3 separate regions of the Danio rerio genome follow, and all the other regions are linked to region 2. The links are chromatin contacts, called in public Hi-C maps. All regions are on one chromosome and are shown on one strand. Each heading gives the region's core, a stretch centred on a gene start, on an enhancer-like site or on the middle of the called end of the contact. The rest is flanking DNA. Distances are from core to core; before and after follow the strand shown. Region 1 holds the start of stk38a (serine/threonine kinase 38a). Region 2 holds the start of suv39h1b (SUV39H1 histone lysine methyltransferase b). Region 3 holds the start of wasa (WASP actin nucleation promoting factor a).

Region 1 (2,700 bases), core at 24-2,523, 160 kb after region 2:
CTCTCCACTCCTCCAAGACCACCACAGCAGCTGCTTAGGATACAGCCTTGTCCAGGATTATGTAAACCTTGGGATCATCTTGTCGCTGGTCTTGGATCACATCAGTGGTGCTCATATCCTATTGCTATCATTATCACTCATATCTCAGTATGACATGCCCTATATAGCCCTAAATAAAAACCGTTTTACTAACATTTCAAACTTGCCCTGACAAATAAAAATCTAGAAAAATCATATCTCTATGTCCTTTGGTTAGTATTATTTTGCACATTATATCTCTTTCGCCTCCCAGACTGCAGCTCTGCACAGAAAGTTTGGCCAGGGGACTGGCTTCAGTCTGTTTTTTCTCAAGGCTTTTTCCTTCACTTTTGTCAATCAGTAAAGTTTGTTCCTCACCAATGGCTGGCTTGGCTTGGAACTTGTGAAGCTGGATTTGTTTTTCAGTGTTTTTGACTTTCAGTAGTGTAAATTAAAACACACTCAACTGAACTAAACTGAACTTTCAATTGACTAGAGCTTTATGTTAAGCTGCTGCTTTGACATCTACATTGTAAAAGCACTATTGAAATAAAGTAGCAGCTGCTGAAAACCAGCCCTACTTGGGGAAAAGATAGCCAAATCATCAGTATACATGTAATGATTTACTATAGCATTGATCATATTTAGAATATAATAGTTTAATAGGTTAATTAATTAAGTTAATATTTAATAGGTTATTATTCGTCAATAGGACTAATTGTGGCAACACAGTGGCGCAGTAGGTTGTCACCTCACAGCAAGAAGGTCACTGGGTTGCTGGTTCGAGCCTCGGCTGGGTCAGTCAGTGTTTCTGTGTGGAGTTTGCATGTTCTCCCTGTGTTCACGGGTGCTCCGGTTTCCGCCACAGTCCAAAGATATGAACAGGTGAATTGGGTAAGCTAAATTGTCTGTAGTGTATGAGTATGAATGTGTATGGATGCTTTACAGAGATGGGTTGCAGCTGGAAGGGAATCCGCTGCGTAAAAACATATGCTGGATAAGTTGATGGTTCATTCCACTGTGGCGGCTCCAGATTAATAAAGGGACTAAGCCGAAAAAAGAAAATGAATGAATGACTTTTTGTATTCTGTTATTTAATATTTTGACGAACATAAACACATGATGCCTTAATGTTAATTGTAACAAACTGAATAGAGTTTTTTGTTTAAATTAACTACGAAGACAAAGACCTACAAGACCACCAGAGCGGAGACTTTTATTTTGTTCCCCTGCTTACCTCGAGCACAAACCCGGAAGAAGGAAATAATGTCCGTCGTCGTCTACTAGCTCGAGTCAGTTTGAGGTCGAGTGGAAGGTAAGCAAACAAGTACTTTTTCAAAGTAACACTGTGTTTACGAGTAACTAATATTTTTCTTTCGTTATTTCTGCTTACTTTACACATGTCGCTTGAGCTCTAAATAGACACTAAGCAGGATTTCAGCCGTTTCTCACTTTGCTTTGAGAGCAGACGAGTCTGAACAGACAGTTAGCGACTGCTGCTAGCAGACTGACAGTCCTAATACTCTACTGATGATGTTTTTGCGTTTCACACTTTTTGTTTATGTTTTTAAGGATTAGTCTGTGGCTAGTGTTCATCCATTAGTGTTAGTTTTGCTTAGAAATTGCACCATGGCTAAACTCACTAATCGTGTGGGTTTACTCTGTCAAACTTTAGTGTTTACAGTGTTGTTTTTTTGTCCGTCCGTGAATAAAGATTCTGTGTTTTTTATCAGTTCACGTGCTCATATCTTTTTGTTTTAATTTTCAGACTCGAGTCTCGACTTTATTTCATTAGTCGCACATTTATTCTTTGAGTTTAAAGAGGTCATAAGGCTTGGGTTTACTTTTGAAATGTACAAAATGCAAATAGACAGTTTGGCTTTGCACTGTCAGATTTGTATATATGTATTACTTATTGCATGTGGTTTCAAATGAAATTATTACCTCAGTCATCATTGCTTTAATTATCATTACTATTAGTAATAATAACAGTAATAATTAATATTACAGTAAAATCTGAAGGATCTTGTGACTCTGAAGCTAAAATTCATCATTAAAATCACTGAAATAAATGATTAAATTAAATTATTAGTTGTTTTATAGTGCAATAACATTTCACAATTGTACAATTTATACTGTAGTTTTGATTAAATAAAAGCAGCCTTGGTGAGCAGGATAAGCTTACTTTAAAACATCTAAAAGTTTGACTGAACCCAAACTTTTGATCAATAGTGTATTAGGCATGGGCCGGTATAAGATTATGATGGTATGATAACCTTGGGTAAAAATATCACGGTTTGCTGGTATCACGATATTATGATTACTGCAGGAAAATATGGTGTTTTTAAATGTCTGGTTAAAACTTATTTTTCCATGGAATTTACTATTCCATAGTAAAAAAAAAAATTAACATTTAAAATATTTTGAAACAAGTGCCAAGCTAAATAATTTTAATAAATCATTGACTTCTGTTGTCTTAATACGTTTAATAAACACTTGATTTCTTTTTAACTTGAAAAGGCATCTTTGGATATCTTTATTTTCTTTGGCTTTAAAGTAAGTCACTGTACTGTTCAGGTCTATAGCATGCTGGATGTTGGTTAAATAAGATCTGTTTTTCTGGACTGACCAGTAGCTTTTGATGTGGAGGGTCATTTTGTACTGGCGCTCTAAAAAACTGAA
Region 2 (2,700 bases), core at 101-2,600:
ATACAGTTTGGTATATTTAGCTTCGGCCCACCACCCTCAATCAAGTTTGGTTTTTGGCCCTTCATAAGAAAAAGTTTGGGCACCCCTGGTCTAGAGTCTTACCAGTCTTTCTGGGTCACATTCTTTTTGTATATATGTCCAGTGATGTTTCTGTAAGGTGGACAGATGCACTTGCAACGCACATCTTCAAAACTCTGTGAAAGCAACATATTATTTTCAGAAAGAGACAAATGATTTCTCTAAAATGAAGAAAGGCACAGTATTTAGCAAGGAATTTGAACTTTTTTTAAATTATACACAATTCATGTTAGAGTTATGCTCATTTATTTATTTTTAGGATAGGTATATAAAGCACATTAGTATAAATATAGGGGGTCAAAAAAACTTTTGTTAAATCATATCATCAACCTCAGTAAGTCCTTCCTCCATATCTCAGACATCTTTTACACAATTTTGCTGATTAACGTGCAAATGTAAACCTATTGACAAACTATTAAGGTTTCTTTTCTGGAGTAGTTTGTATAGGTTAATACTCCAAAGATTTAGTTTTAGTTTTTTTTTGTTATAAAAAAATGCTAAGTGCTAATCCAGTACTGGGTTGCAGCTGGAAGGGCTTCTGCTGTGTAAAACATCTACTGGATAAGTTGGCGGTTCATTCCGCTGTGGGGACCCCTGATAAATAAGGGACTTAAGCCGAAGGAAAATGAATGAAAAATGCTAATTGCATTAATAACATGTCAAAACCTGGTAACATTCGAAATGTTGCCTTTTTTCACGTTTATTTACATATAGAGGTTTTAAAACATAAGAATACAGGTGAAAATAAGCCAGTAAAACTGTACCTTATCTGCAGAAGCAAACGACACCACTTCTATGAGAACAAGAAACGCCAGGAAAATTACTGGTGTCCGGAGACTTTGTGCAATGAAGGACATGACGCCTGTAAAATAATACATTTAAATTATTTGTCGTTTAGCTAAAGGTGATGGTTGTACTGTAAACAATGTACTTATAATCAGTTAGTAAATGGTCTATGCCGCATTAATAAGAGGCTGGCAGACAACCGGTTTCGCCGTTTAGGCCTTCTCCTGTCTATATTGCGTATTTTAGAGGAAATAAAATTACATAAGGAGGTACAAATACATAAAATGTTACACGCAGAAATGCAAAACTAAACGCACAAACATACAGACAGTATTTACATCAACGCATTTGTTGACTTTTCCCGGAAGTTCATGAATGTTTACGTCACACTGTCACGTGACGATGACACTCTACATGTCCCGCCTTCGCATAGATAGATCTATGCCGCCTTCATAACCGGCGAAAAGCAAAATAAAAGACTTTACAGCACATCTCCGTTTTTACTTTGAGTGACGTAAACAGCCTTTTTGTTTCCTAGATGTTAGATTATGAAATTAAAGCCTTAGTTCAAAAAATCGTATTGACTTTTTTGTCTCGCCTGGACACCAAAAATTAACCATTCTAGAGTAATTAAATGGGTAACCGTTAAATGGAAAGCATCTCACAGATAACTAACGTTAGTGTCTTCAAAATATTATCCATATCTGCCTGTAAAATCAGTCAAATTAAGATCTATTTTTCCTCAAAGTTCACACATTTAACGAATGTGGCATTTTGCATAAACTCTTCCCGATTTAAATACTCTGCCACTATTGGTTGCTCAACCCGTCACTCAGACGGGGCGCATCCAACCACCGAGCAGCCTTTAGTTCCATAGTTTTGGCGGCGTGAGACGATGGCGGAAAATTTGAAAGGTAAGAATATGCCGTGTTAATCGTTCACAAACAACAGTTTATTCAATATAAGTCTGATCTATAGCCCGAGTTGGTTAAACGACATGTTTTCTCGGAGGTAACCCGGAAATAAGCCCCGAGTTTTAAAACATTATTTGCTGCAAGTTGCTGATACAAATTCACGGTAGGTCGGTGTTATGGCCAGCGCGCGCTCCTGAAACACGTTTAACAAACTCTTCGACAATCGCTTGTTCCCCTGTCCAGATTGTTTTCTGAAGTTTTGTTAAGTTGTACAATGTTACATATCTCGCATATGCGCAGTTTTAGCATACTTTTCGGTGTTTAGCTAACGTTTTTATTTTCCTTTGCTAAGTAATTCATATTTAAAAGCAAATGAATACACTAAAATACCAATTCAGCCTGTGAATACTCTTAGTTTAGCTTTGTTAAAGTGTTTAAATGGCCCATTGGTTAGCGAAGATGCTCGCGACCAGCCCTGTAAAGATTAACTTACTAATGTAACGTTATTCCATAAAGCATGAAGGAAGCAGATCTGTACATTACTCTTTTGTATTGTTTTTGTAGATCTAACGTTATATATTTTATTAAAGTTATACGAGAAACTATAATCACTATCTTGTTAGGGAGTCTATTCTCACAATATATTTTGATAAGAAGTTTTAATGTTGCTATTACTTTGATAACATGACAATATTGTAAGTTGGTTTAATTGGCTTTGGTTTGTTGTTGGTTTTTAGAGTTTTATGATCAAATATCTTGAAAATGTTTGTAGTCCATGTTATTAGCTACATAATATTATTTGAAGACTATTTCACTTTTAATTAATTAAATACATTTACAAATACACAGTACATTACAATACATTTTTGTAATATTATTTCAAAACAACTTAATAGTTTAAGTAACATAACAAAATATGTAC
Region 3 (2,700 bases), core at 198-2,697, 130 kb after region 2:
TTTGTGGCAAAATGTGAAATTTGTGGGTCAAGAAGCTGACATAATCAAATTTTTTCAGTTTCAGTTTTGCAGTTAAAAAGAATTAGTTGAACAAAAAGTTGGGAAATCTGAACATGCATACTGCCTTTTTTTGACAAATGCATCTTATCACTTTAAAGTCTTAGTTAATCCAGAACTGAAAATGATGTAATTACTCACCCTTATCTCATTCCAATTTCCTGTGACCTTCTTTCATCTACTAAATACAAATGTATTTATTTATTCTTATATTGGTGAAATACATAAGCTATCTCATCCTTCATTGGCAGCAATGGTCCTGAGATGTTTAAAGCTATAAAGAAACCAAAAACATTGTTAAAACATTCTGTGTCACTTTAGTGGTTATCATTTTGTAGTTGTACAAAGCTTCAAAAACACATTTGTGTGCCAAAAAATGTGTTTGTAAAAGTGTGATAAGAGTCTCTGTTGAAACATACAAAATGTGACCAAACGACTCCAGATTGTTGTGTCCAGCTCGCTAAGAAGAGCCAGCGCAAGTGAACCACTGAAGACACAGAGTGCAGATAAACACGAAAACAATCAATTCTCTTCCCTTTACAAAATATGTGGGGAAAGTATGTGAATCTAACCCAGCACATAAAACAAACCATTATGTTCTGCTGAAAAAAAAAAAAAAAAACTGCTTGAGCAGGTGTGGACCACTGCCATTTATCTATTAATTCTACATATAAATTAGATTTTTATTATTATTATTGAACCCCTAATCAATAATAATGAGCTGAATTTAAACGAGTATCAATGTCGTCATAATAATTATTTTTCATAATCATAAAGTAGGCCTACAAATTATTCATTTCTGAATTCGGCATTTTATGATGAAACCATAGAGTGTAAAATATGGATGAAACCGAATCATGAACCTGTATTGACTACCAACGGGCCACGTGCTTTCACGGTGTCAAACGAATTCGAGGGACTTGAGGATAGAGAAAATGCGTCCATTTGTAGCGAAAAGAGTTCATCCTCTCCAAGAAACAACAGTGATATGTAGCAGAATTACTGACCTGATGCTCATGACGTCAAGTGCAGGTCAGTTCATTCTGTAAACAGGCTAACGTTACTGTTTTTGCGTTTCTCTATTGAGCCTACTGCTAACGTTACTTCGGGAAAAAATGCTAATTTTGGAGTTACACAAGTAGCTCTAGTAGGCTAGGCTAAGCTACACCATACGAAATATGAGCCATAGAAGAAACCTAAGAAATATTAAAAGAAATGTTTAGCTTTTGTTGTCCAGCTCTATTGAAGTCTGCCTGTTTTGAGGTATAGATTCTCTCACCCCTGTATTTTACACATTAACTTAATCCAAGACATGAAAAAATACAAATATACTATTGGTAATTTCTACAAATTATCAGTACTTTTTAAATGTTCGATTTTTTTGTCTACTAAGTAAATATTTCTGGTGCCATCAAAATAGTATTTTACACATTTTAAACTCGCATTTAATCACAGTTAATTATTAAACATATAAATCCTACACTGATAGAAATACTTAAATAAAAGACAAAAAATATGTATAAAATACAACCAAATTACATATAGTGGAAATTTTGACCCGTTCCAGCCCTAGGCCCGAGGGAAATTTCTGGATGTAGTATTCCTTTACCTGCTGAAATGAAATTTAAAGAATCCATCAAAATGGTTATTATAGAAATGACATTGGTTTTAATGGAAATTGTATTAGTGCTTTACTTTTGGCCTTTTATTGATGGCATGTTAATCCAATAAATTCTAATAGAATATTTCCCCAAAACACATTAGATAGTAACCATCAAAATGGTTCTAAAAGTTAATTGATGGATTGTAGGGCTTTAATGGTATCTGCAGTGGAAACCAATTCTGTATTTTTTCAGCAAGGTATTGAATAATTTAAAACATAAAACGATTAAAAAGACCAAAAAAAAAAAAAAAACATTTGACAAGTGATTTTGAAAATGGTGGACGCATATTCAATCAAGGGCGCCACCTTCTGGAGAAAAGTGGGAATTTATTACATATGGGACAAAACTAAAAATTCCCATCAACAGTTTTAATAATCCATTAACCTTAATTTTGCATGGACAATTCTGATTGCTGATGTATTCAAGCAAATTAGATTTGTTATATAGCTAGAAAAATGTGTATGTAGTGTATGGCAACCATTTTTAACAAAACGGTGCTGCGTTAGAGGTATGATTTTGAATGATTGTATAATCGCAGAATAAAATATAATGTTCAGAGATGACAGGTTATGCAGTCATGTTACAGAAAACATAGGCCTACATGCTATAAACTTAAAAAAGTAGGAAGACTGAATGAAAATGAAAATTGCATAGGCTACTTCTCTATAGTAGCCTATGTGAAAAACAGTATGGGAGCCAAATAATACATCAAAATTCATAATAATTGAAACACAGTAGGCAAGAAGCCTACTTCTGGCAAGATTCTGAAGCGTGCTGCTGAAAAAATAGCTTAAACGAGCCTAAGATGGTTTTAGCTGGTCAACCACCAGCCTAGTTAGAGAGGTTTTGGCCATTTCCAGGCTGGTTTCAGCTATTTCCAGTCTGGTCTTAGCTGGTCAGACTGGGAGTTTACCAACTTGATCAGGTTGAGGGCCCAGAGCAAACCAGCCATCTCCAGCTTATTGCTTAAACCAGGCTA

Evidence for each region. A called contact is a pair of places that touch in the nucleus more often than the background predicts.
Region 1: a Hi-C map of hematopoietic stem cells shows a contact between it and region 2, with 2.3 times the contacts expected there. The contact joins the promoter of stk38a here to the promoter of suv39h1b in region 2. A contact is called at or near these places in 2 of 18 Hi-C or Micro-C datasets (hematopoietic stem cells and an unstated tissue).
Region 3: a Hi-C map of hematopoietic stem cells shows a contact between it and region 2, with 1.8 times the contacts expected there. The contact joins the promoter of wasa here to the promoter of suv39h1b in region 2. A contact is called at or near these places in 1 of 18 Hi-C or Micro-C datasets (hematopoietic stem cells) and 1 of 4 datasets of contacts at active chromatin or transcription factors (embryo).

What each region holds. Positions count from the first base shown.
Region 1 is chr8:27,501,729-27,504,428 of GRCz12tu, reverse strand. stk38a (serine/threonine kinase 38a) reads left to right here and starts at 1,273. Exons shown (of 14, transcript NM_213456.1): 1 at 1,273-1,333.
Region 2 is chr8:27,657,989-27,660,688 of GRCz12tu, reverse strand. It overlaps suv39h1b (SUV39H1 histone lysine methyltransferase b), which reads left to right and starts at 1,350. Exons shown (of 6, transcript NM_001126482.1): 1 at 1,350-1,778. The coding sequence starts at 1,760. tmem9 (transmembrane protein 9) reads right to left here and starts at 1,241. Exons shown (of 5, transcript NM_199866.2): 1 at 843-1,241; 2 at 103-194. The coding sequence starts at 956.
Region 3 is chr8:27,524,329-27,527,028 of GRCz12tu, reverse strand. It overlaps wasa (WASP actin nucleation promoting factor a), which reads right to left and starts at 1,447. Exons shown (of 14, transcript XM_073910429.1): 1 at 1,065-1,447; 2 at 199-331. It also overlaps a transcript of stk38a not described here.